3 separate regions of the Hordeum vulgare genome follow, and all the other regions are linked to region 3. A link is a contact called in public Hi-C data. All regions are on one chromosome and are shown on one strand. The core of a region is the stretch at or near the end of the contact, and the rest is flanking DNA. Distances in the headings are between cores, read along the strand shown.

Region 1 (2,700 bases), core at 62-2,561, 220 kb after region 3:
GTCATATACCCGAAAACCGGCACAACGATAGTAGACATCTCTAACAAAATAAGTAGCGTAGTTGTGAATTAATTAATCTATATACTATGTATATAATTTTCTTTAAAAGTTTTGTATGGTTTTAAGATTTCATATATGATATGTTCAGATGCGAAGAGATTTAAGTGAGGAGTATCTGATCAGTGTCTACGAATACATTCAGGCACGTCCGTAGCTTTTTTTTTTTTTTTGAGTAGATGCTATGAAAGACACAATGATGCATGCGTGCAGTACAAGGTATCGGCTTACCATCCATGCACAGTACCACCGAACAGCCTAATCTCAACACGTCAGCCCCAGATTGGATATAAGCCGCATCATGAATGACGTGCTAACGGAATAAGTGGCCTAGTTAATTATGATGGCGACCACCATTGCATTAATAATAAAAACCACTTCTAGCATAGCAGCCTAACAGTATGGTCCGTCATTCGCGATGACTAAGCAAGGTTATTTATGCTTTTCCATGAACATTTTAACATTTAACATAAGATGTGTGAGGATCCCTAGACATGTACAATGGTGCTTTCTTAGACATGCCATGTACTCCTTTCGTTCCTAAATACAAGATCTTTAAAAAAAATTTACTATAGACCTCATAAGAAGCAAAATGAATGAATCTATACTTAAAAATATGTCTATATACATTCGTATGTAGTGCATAGTAAAATCTTTAAAAAGTCTTATATTTAGAAACGAAGGAAATAAGATAAATGAAGAGGTGGAAGAGTTAGTAAAGGCAAACCACTATTTTTCAAAATTGATAAACACAACCATGACTTATTGATTATTCATTAATATCAAACAAAGGCTAACATCAATGTCAAACGGGTAAAAATGAAGAAAACCAAAGGCAAACCAATAACGAAAATTACTTTCCAAGTAAAGCAGGCAAAACAGAAATGCCTAATTCTGTACGGAAACTATAGTCGATAACTTGATGTTAACGGGCGCCATGCATGACGTATAACGAAATTGTCCGGCTGATTAATTGTGATGGCGACCACGCCACTTAATGGAGTCAAGCAAAAAAACAAAAAGAAAAACCGGGGTCAAGCAAGCTTGCAGTCATGTTAATTTCTGTCCAAATTTTGCAAGAGAGGAAGGTTACTTGTAAGAAGACAAACTTCGCCCGCACACTTAGCCATCGGAAATCAGAACCCAGATTTGAGACCTTCAGCTGCATTTTCAAGTAGATATGGTGCGAGTACATGCGTGTGTGGTGGTGGAAGTGCATTGTACTCGGTGTTCAAAAAAAAAAACTCGTGTATGGAATACTTTTTGTCCTTTGCACGAGATGGCGATTTTCCTTGAAACAAGAAGAGAAATTAAATGATGCGCTGAACGCCGTAAGTTAGTAGTACTACTGTAGTAGCACAGTACAATCTGAGATAAGGTTAAACCCCAGTAATCTAGAATCTACAGAGGCATCGTGACTTGGTGAGTAGTACTCCAGAATAAGAAGGAAAAGAAAAACACTACTAGCTCTGTGATGACACAGGTATAAGTGCAGGGCAGCTAGTAGAACATACACACCCCCTGCCATTACAAACCACCCACCATTTTCGTACACCACGCGAGATCAGGGCACCGAGAGGCCAGCCATCCGCGGCTCCACGGAACCAAGAAGCCCGAGAGCAGCCATGGCCGGCGCCTCCGCCACCAGCACCCGCAAGGGCGGCATCAAGGCCTACTGGAAGCACCGCGGGTACGACCGCCTGGACGCGGCCGCCGCGCAGCGCCGCCCGCCCCTCGCCAAGGCCGAGCTCGGCGCCGGGGAGCCGGCGACCGCGGGGCGGCGGCGCGGGTGGCGCGTCCGGCGCCGCGGCCTCGGGCGGCGGCTCCTGCGCGCGCTCTCGCCGCGGCGGCTGCTGGCGCGGCTCCGGGACGCGTACGTGAGCGCGATGCTCCGGCTCGCGTCCTCCGCCGCCGTGGGGTACGGCTCCGCCCCCTTCTGCGCCGGCGCCGAGCCCTTCGCGCGGCCGCGGCCGCTCAAGGAGTACGACGAGAAGGTGCTGGTGGAGATGTACCGGTCCATCCTGGCGCGCGGCGGCGTCATCCCTCTCTCCGGCGACGCCGCGCTGGTGGTCGGCCCCGCCCCGATGGCGATGCCGGCCGCGGCCACGGTGGCCTGACAGCCCGCCCGCCCATCGGCCGCCGATCCGCGCGGCGCGGACGCTGGCTTGTCACGCAGTTTGCACCTCTGTTTCGCCGCGCACAACATGCGAAGTGTGCTCCTGTCTAGCGTGTATGGTAGAAGCTCTGTGGTACTACGTCTTTGCTGCAATTTGCAAAATGGTCTACTGTTACAGGATTGATAAGTCCTCTTCAGTTTCTTCTTCTTCTTCTTTCTCGTTCTCTTCCGAATTTTAATCCGTAAAACTAGCGCGAAATCCACGGAAGCAGGCTCTACTGTCGGCTAAATTTACTGAAATCCGCAGGATGTTGTTGGAATAGTTTTAGAAACAAGGCGTCTGGTCTCAAGCGGCGGCTTTGTGGTTAGTTGCATATAATTAAGCGTGGATGGTAACAGAATTAGTGTGCAAGAATGAAGAATCAGGAAGCGGAGAACGCGCAACTTTTGAGCTTATAGAATTGATGCTGTTGAGGGTACTAGCCATACAGACTGGCAGGGCTGCCGGTATTCAAGCCAGTAGCGGC
Region 2 (2,700 bases), core at 175-2,674, 250 kb after region 3:
CAGAAATCCATAATCCCTGAACCCACGGTGCTGACCACATAGTCCTTGTACACTGGAGTACCAATACTTTTGGGATCCACCCACTGGATCACATCAGCCCCTGTCTGGGCAGTCTGGTTGTTGAGGTAGATGTTGAACACCCGCTGATTGGGCAGCGTAATTGGGGATTGTATCTCACAGAAATGGAGCCTCACAAGGTATGTGAACCCAGCATCCACCTGCACTATCCAGGTGAGATTGTAGGCCAAGTTCACATCCTTGTCAGGCCCCATTGATCGCGCCGTGGCATAGACATCCAGAGGCGCCACATATCCCGGCACATTGTCGGGGTAGGTGATTGTGATATTGGGATCGTTCGGGTAGGATACCCCAGCCCCTGCACCGTAAATGTAAGGCGTGTCGTCGTCCCACGACCGAGCCCCGCCGGAGTCCTTGGAGGGGGAGATCGCCTGGCCTCCGACGTTGAGCCGGTACATGGTCTGCAGAGCAGCACCGGGATCCATCGGGAATGGCTGGTTGTTGGCGTCGCCGGTGACGAAGAAGGGTGTGGCGAGGTCAAAGAGATCTGGGGAGGAGACGACCTCGATGCCGTTGATGAAGGCGTAGGCGTTGCGGCGGGCCTTCTCCGGGGTGAAGGTGAGGTCGAGGGTCGGGCCGGTGACGTTGACGGAGAACTCCCGGACGATGTAGGCGAAGTTGAGCGCCGTTGTGGTCTGGTAGGCGCTGAAGTTGGAGAGGAGCGTGACCTTGGCGGCCGGGACGGAGACGGAGAAGAAGGCGTCGGCGGCGTTCCGGTCGGAGTAGTTGGCCGGGTAGAAGTGCAGGCGGAGGAACTTGCGGCCGGGGCCGAGCGGGAAGGAGTAGGTGAAGGGCGCCGCGGAGACCCGCGCGGTGAGGTAGGGCACCTGCGGCACCGAGGGGTCCTGCGCCCCCGCGGCGGCCGAGGCGAGGTTCGGCGGCGCGTACTTGGAGCCGGCGTCGCCGGCCCACTGCCGGCCGTCCGTGTCGTCCCCCTTCCCCGTGGCGCCGCAGTCGAGCAGGATGTCGTCCCGCGGCACGAACGGGGCCGCGGGCGCGGGCGCGTCGCCCCCTCCCTGCGCCCACGCCGCGGGGACGAGCGCCGCGCAAGCGGCGAGGAGCAGCAGGAGGAGCGCGCATCTCGGGCCTCCTCTCATGGCGCGAGCTGCGTGTAGCTCTGCGTTAGCTCGCGGCTCACAGATCGCCCATCAAACGGCTCTCCCGGCGCCGATCTGGGGCAGATTTGCGTGCGGGTGCGGGAGATGGCGGCCGCGGTGGTGGTGGGGAGGAGAGAGGGGTCGAGGAAGAAGGTGGGAGTGGTTTCGGGGACTACGGGCGCGGCATTAAGCGGGGGGGGTCAGTGGTGGAGGACGCGGTGGCCAGCCAGCAGGGGGCGCGGCTGAGGAAGGCTGCTGCCGCTGCCAAATGCAAGCTGTGAGCCAGCCGAGCCAACACGGAACGGGGCAACGGGGCGAGGGGACCCACCAGCGACGGGGTCGGCGCAATCAGTGCCGAGAGAAAGCGAGAGGGCGACGCGGCGGGAGGAGGAGGGCAGGTGTGGGCCCCGCTAACATGGGTTAGGGGTCGCGACGTGCACCGTCTCGTCAAGAGATCCCGGTCATTTTGACGGTTTGACCTGCGCAGCGCCTGCGTTCCCATCTCGACTGTCAAGATGATGACAATGACCCTTTTTCTTGTAAAGGTACGTATTTCCTATTTATTCGTAAAGGTAATTTTTACTGCAATGTAGTCATTGAAAGGACATAAGGGCATAAACTATGGAGGCGCTAGAATGTTGTGGTTTCAACCTTCACGCATGAAAAAAAACTGCGGGGCCATCGTATGAATAGTTTCTGTCCAACCGAAGCAGCATCACCTCGGGTGCCCCACGTCCTTTCCCGCTTGTGCCTTTTCCAGTTCTACCGCCGTCTTCCCGTTCTCTTTCGCTCTTTCCTTTCTTTTTTTTACCTTTCTAACACTTTATTACGGTGAGGAAGCAGCCTCTTCTGCAAGATCCCGTCTCGATCTGCAAGCATCAGTCTTTTTCCCTTTCTCCTCCACGTCAGCAGGTCCTCCAACGTGGATCAACGGGGCAGCGGTCCAAGCTGGAGCGTTGGTCATGCCCTAAGAGCAATTTTAATGGGGCGATTCATTTTATCCGTTGGCGTTCGTTGGATTTTTTCACGATTTTGACCCATGGGATGAAAGTATTTCACGGAATGAACTCTGATTGAAACCATTTCACGATCCGACCTTTTTTGAAACGCCAGAGCCCGTGGCGTTGCAGACGTACATAGAAACGCCAGTCTAATGTGGCGTTGCAGACCCACTCAAACGCCAGTCTAATGTGGCGTTGCAGGCCACGAGTGAAACGCCATGGTCCATGGCGTTTCAATAACACACATGTTGCTGGCAGCATGCCGTGGGTTGGCTGGATGTCGTCGCTGCGTCCATAGTGGGTCTGCAACGCCAGCACTGTTGGCGTTTCACAATCGGCCTGCAACGCCACATTAGACTGGCGTTGCAACAAAAAAAAACGCCACGGTAGACAGGCGTGTCACTGTAGGGCAGCAACGCCAACACTGTTGACGTTTCACAGTGGGTCTGCAACGCCACGGTAGACTGGCGTTGCAAAAAAAAAAAACGTCACGGTAGACAGGCGTATCACTGTAGGGCAGCAAC
Region 3 (2,714 bases), core at 212-2,711:
GCGAACTTAGAGACCTTTGAAGCACCTTCTCCGAAGGGCATATCAATCAATGCATCGATAGCACGGAGAGCCAGCAAATTTTCAGAAACATCGTTGCTTTGCAATAAACTAGATATCTGCTCATATAGCTGATCCATAAACCTAAGAAAAGCTTCACCACTGAGATCTCGAGCTTCCTCCTCAACATGCTTCCGCAGGGCAGCAGCAATAACATCCTATTAGAGAGGAGTACAAAATGTATCAATCTAGAAAAGCATATTGCTCGATATACGAAGATAGGTGCCAGTCAACATAAGGAATAAGCAGTATCAACAACCAAAGAGTCTTGAGGTTAACTATCCAAGGAGCCAAACCTCAAAAAACCCAAAAGTACCAAATTAGGAATGACATCTATGTTGCATTGCCATCAACGCAAAAACCATATGTGGGAACTACTAACTTCGCATTATTTCCACCATAAGACCAACGCCTGTTCCTAGATTTCATGGTACATCTGATAGCCCAACAGCTCTGCGCGCGTGAAACAACCACTCAATAAAGTATATATATGGGAAGCTATAGAACGACAGTATTCCATGCTATTGTCATGCTAATTCATACAGTACTACTAACACAAGCAAAATAACCCGATCAGGTAAACCCCCATTTTCGTTATCAACATCAACACCAACAAGCAGCACCATCGCAAGCAACAAAACAATTGACCCAAGTAGCTTCCGGCAAGAAGATGAGACCCCATGACTGTTCATCCACTCCAGCCGAAAACCCTAGCTCCAGCCTAACCGCACAAACAACACCACCGAAATCTCAAAATCGGAACAAAGAGAAGGTAGGAAACAAACCGCTCCAGATGAGATGTAGGCTGCAATGTTGAAACTGTGGTCCTTGGGGATCAAATCTGCACACCAAACGAAGCTTGATTTTTAGCCACTCACAGAGGAGAAAGAAATCCCTGGAAAAAACGGCGTGGAACAATCCGGGAGCGGAAGGGAGACAGTGGAACCATGACTTGGGGAACGGGGAGTACCTTTGGACTTCTTCCCGATCTCCGGGAAGTGCGGCGAGGGCTTCATGTCGACGGCGACTCCAGAGCAGTGGCGGATCTAGGATTTTAAAGCAGGGTAAATAATTATTATGTCACTGATCAGATGTTCATGTACTGGATAGAAAAATTAATGTGTATGTGTTTACAGGACTGTGTATTCATGTACTGGATAGCAAGTCTGATTGTAGTTAACGCAATAGACTTGACTCTTCCAACTGATTGATGCAATAGAGAGCAAAGAGCAAACCCTAAATCAGAAATTGGGGAATGAGCAGTGCCGCAGTGGACAACTTACCTCAAGTCCTCAAATCGGGCTAAACGCTGGCCGCCTGGCAGGGTTGCTGGCTTGCTGCCCGCCGACTGCCGGAGTCGGCGGAGAGCGGACTGGGCGGCAGGCGCCGCTTGCGCGGGCGCCAGGGGGGCGCAATGGCGCCGAGCGCCGAGCGGGCGGGGTGAGCAGGGGCGGCTCCTAGGCGTCTAGCGATGGCGAGGCAGGCAGTGACGGGCGACGGCGTCCGGCGAGGCAGGCAGTGACGGGCGACGGCGTCCGGCGAGGCAGGCGGCGAGCCGGCGAGTTTGGGAGCCGAGCGGCCAAGGTCCGGGGCAGCAGGAGCTCGGTGCGTGTGTTCGAGTGTCCCTGCGTGCGTTGTTTGTTGGGCTAGCCGGCTGAGATGGGTCGGGACGAGTAAAGCCTGTTTGTTGGGCCATTTTTCACTCTGGTCCATATGTAATTTCCTAGAGAAAAGTATAGTTTTCCCCTTAAATATAACGTTTAAACTGGTTATTTATAACACCACAAATCTGCAAAATCGGATAAATCTTTCACTAAAGTAATTTCGGACATAATTTGAGGTGGTTTTGACTTTGACTGTGTTGACCGATCATGTTGACATGACAATGCAAACCGAAAATGCCTAATTCACTCACACTCCGCGTCACTCTCGTGTGTCTCCCTGGACGTTCGGTCTATTTGATTTGTTCGGTCCGGTCTTTTTGGTATTTAAAAATTTCGGTCTTCCATAAGTGAAGATTAAAATAATTTCCGTCTTTTCGGTTCTTCAATATTCGGTCTTCGGTCCCGACCAAAGAGACCAAATTAATTGCTAGAACTTAGATTTATATTTTTTTCAGTAACAATTGTATGAAAATTACATAGAGGAGAGGTACATGTATGTACAAAGGTGTGTGTGTGTGTCAAGATTGCTCGCCTTCAGCTGCCAGGTGGAGCACGAGATTAACAGACGGGACGGATAGACGCGGGAGGGTCAGCGTTGGTGATGTGACACGACGCACGGGGCACGGGGCATGACGGTTGACGGCTTGGAGCCTCGGATGCTAGACGGCCTCGTTGGCGTCACCAGTCCAGGGCACGGCTCGGGCTGCCGGGATTCATTGGTCAGGGGCTCAGGGAGCGTGGCGGCTCGGTGCGACGGAGGTCATGGGCTCACAGGGGATGGAGCATCGGGCCACAGTGGCGGCTGTCGGCGGCTGGCTAGGGTTTGTCGTGGGAGACAGTGAGACATTGGGAAACGAGACTACGGGAGTGAATCGTGAGGTAAGGGCGTGAAGCAACGAGGCTGAGCGTGAGGTGTGGCGATCTCGCTCGTGCATGCGTGGGCTATTATTAATTCGGTCTATACGGGCTATTCGGTCTATAGGACAACCTAAG

Evidence for each region. Hi-C and Micro-C count contacts between places; a contact is called where the count stands out from the background.
Region 1: a contact with region 3 is called in a Hi-C map of leaf, with 6 times the contacts expected there. The contact joins the promoter of LOC123412300 here to the promoter of LOC123440764 in region 3. A contact is called at or near these places in 3 of 6 Hi-C or Micro-C datasets (leaf and seedling) and 1 of 1 datasets of contacts at active chromatin or transcription factors (embryo).
Region 2: a contact with region 3 is called in a Hi-C map of leaf, with 3 times the contacts expected there. The contact joins the promoter of LOC123440783 here to the promoter of LOC123440764 in region 3. A contact is called at or near these places in 4 of 6 Hi-C or Micro-C datasets (leaf and seedling) and 1 of 1 datasets of contacts at active chromatin or transcription factors (embryo).

Annotation. Positions count from the first base shown.
Region 1 is chr1H:406,776,081-406,778,780 of MorexV3_pseudomolecules_assembly, forward strand. It overlaps LOC123412300, which reads left to right and starts at 1,312. Exons shown (of 1, transcript XM_045105259.1): 1 at 1,312-2,357. The coding sequence starts at 1,683. The coding sequence ends at 2,174.
Region 2 is chr1H:406,802,995-406,805,694 of MorexV3_pseudomolecules_assembly, forward strand. LOC123440783 (receptor-like protein kinase FERONIA) reads right to left here and starts at 1,425. Exons shown (of 1, transcript XM_045117334.1): 1 at 1-1,425. The coding sequence starts at 1,175.
Region 3 is chr1H:406,556,997-406,559,710 of MorexV3_pseudomolecules_assembly, forward strand. It overlaps LOC123440764 (serine/threonine-protein kinase TOR), which reads right to left and starts at 1,462. Exons shown (of 59, transcript XM_045117316.1): 1 at 1,341-1,462; 2 at 1,028-1,103; 3 at 843-898; 4 at 1-215. The coding sequence starts at 1,073. It also overlaps the pseudogene LOC123399709.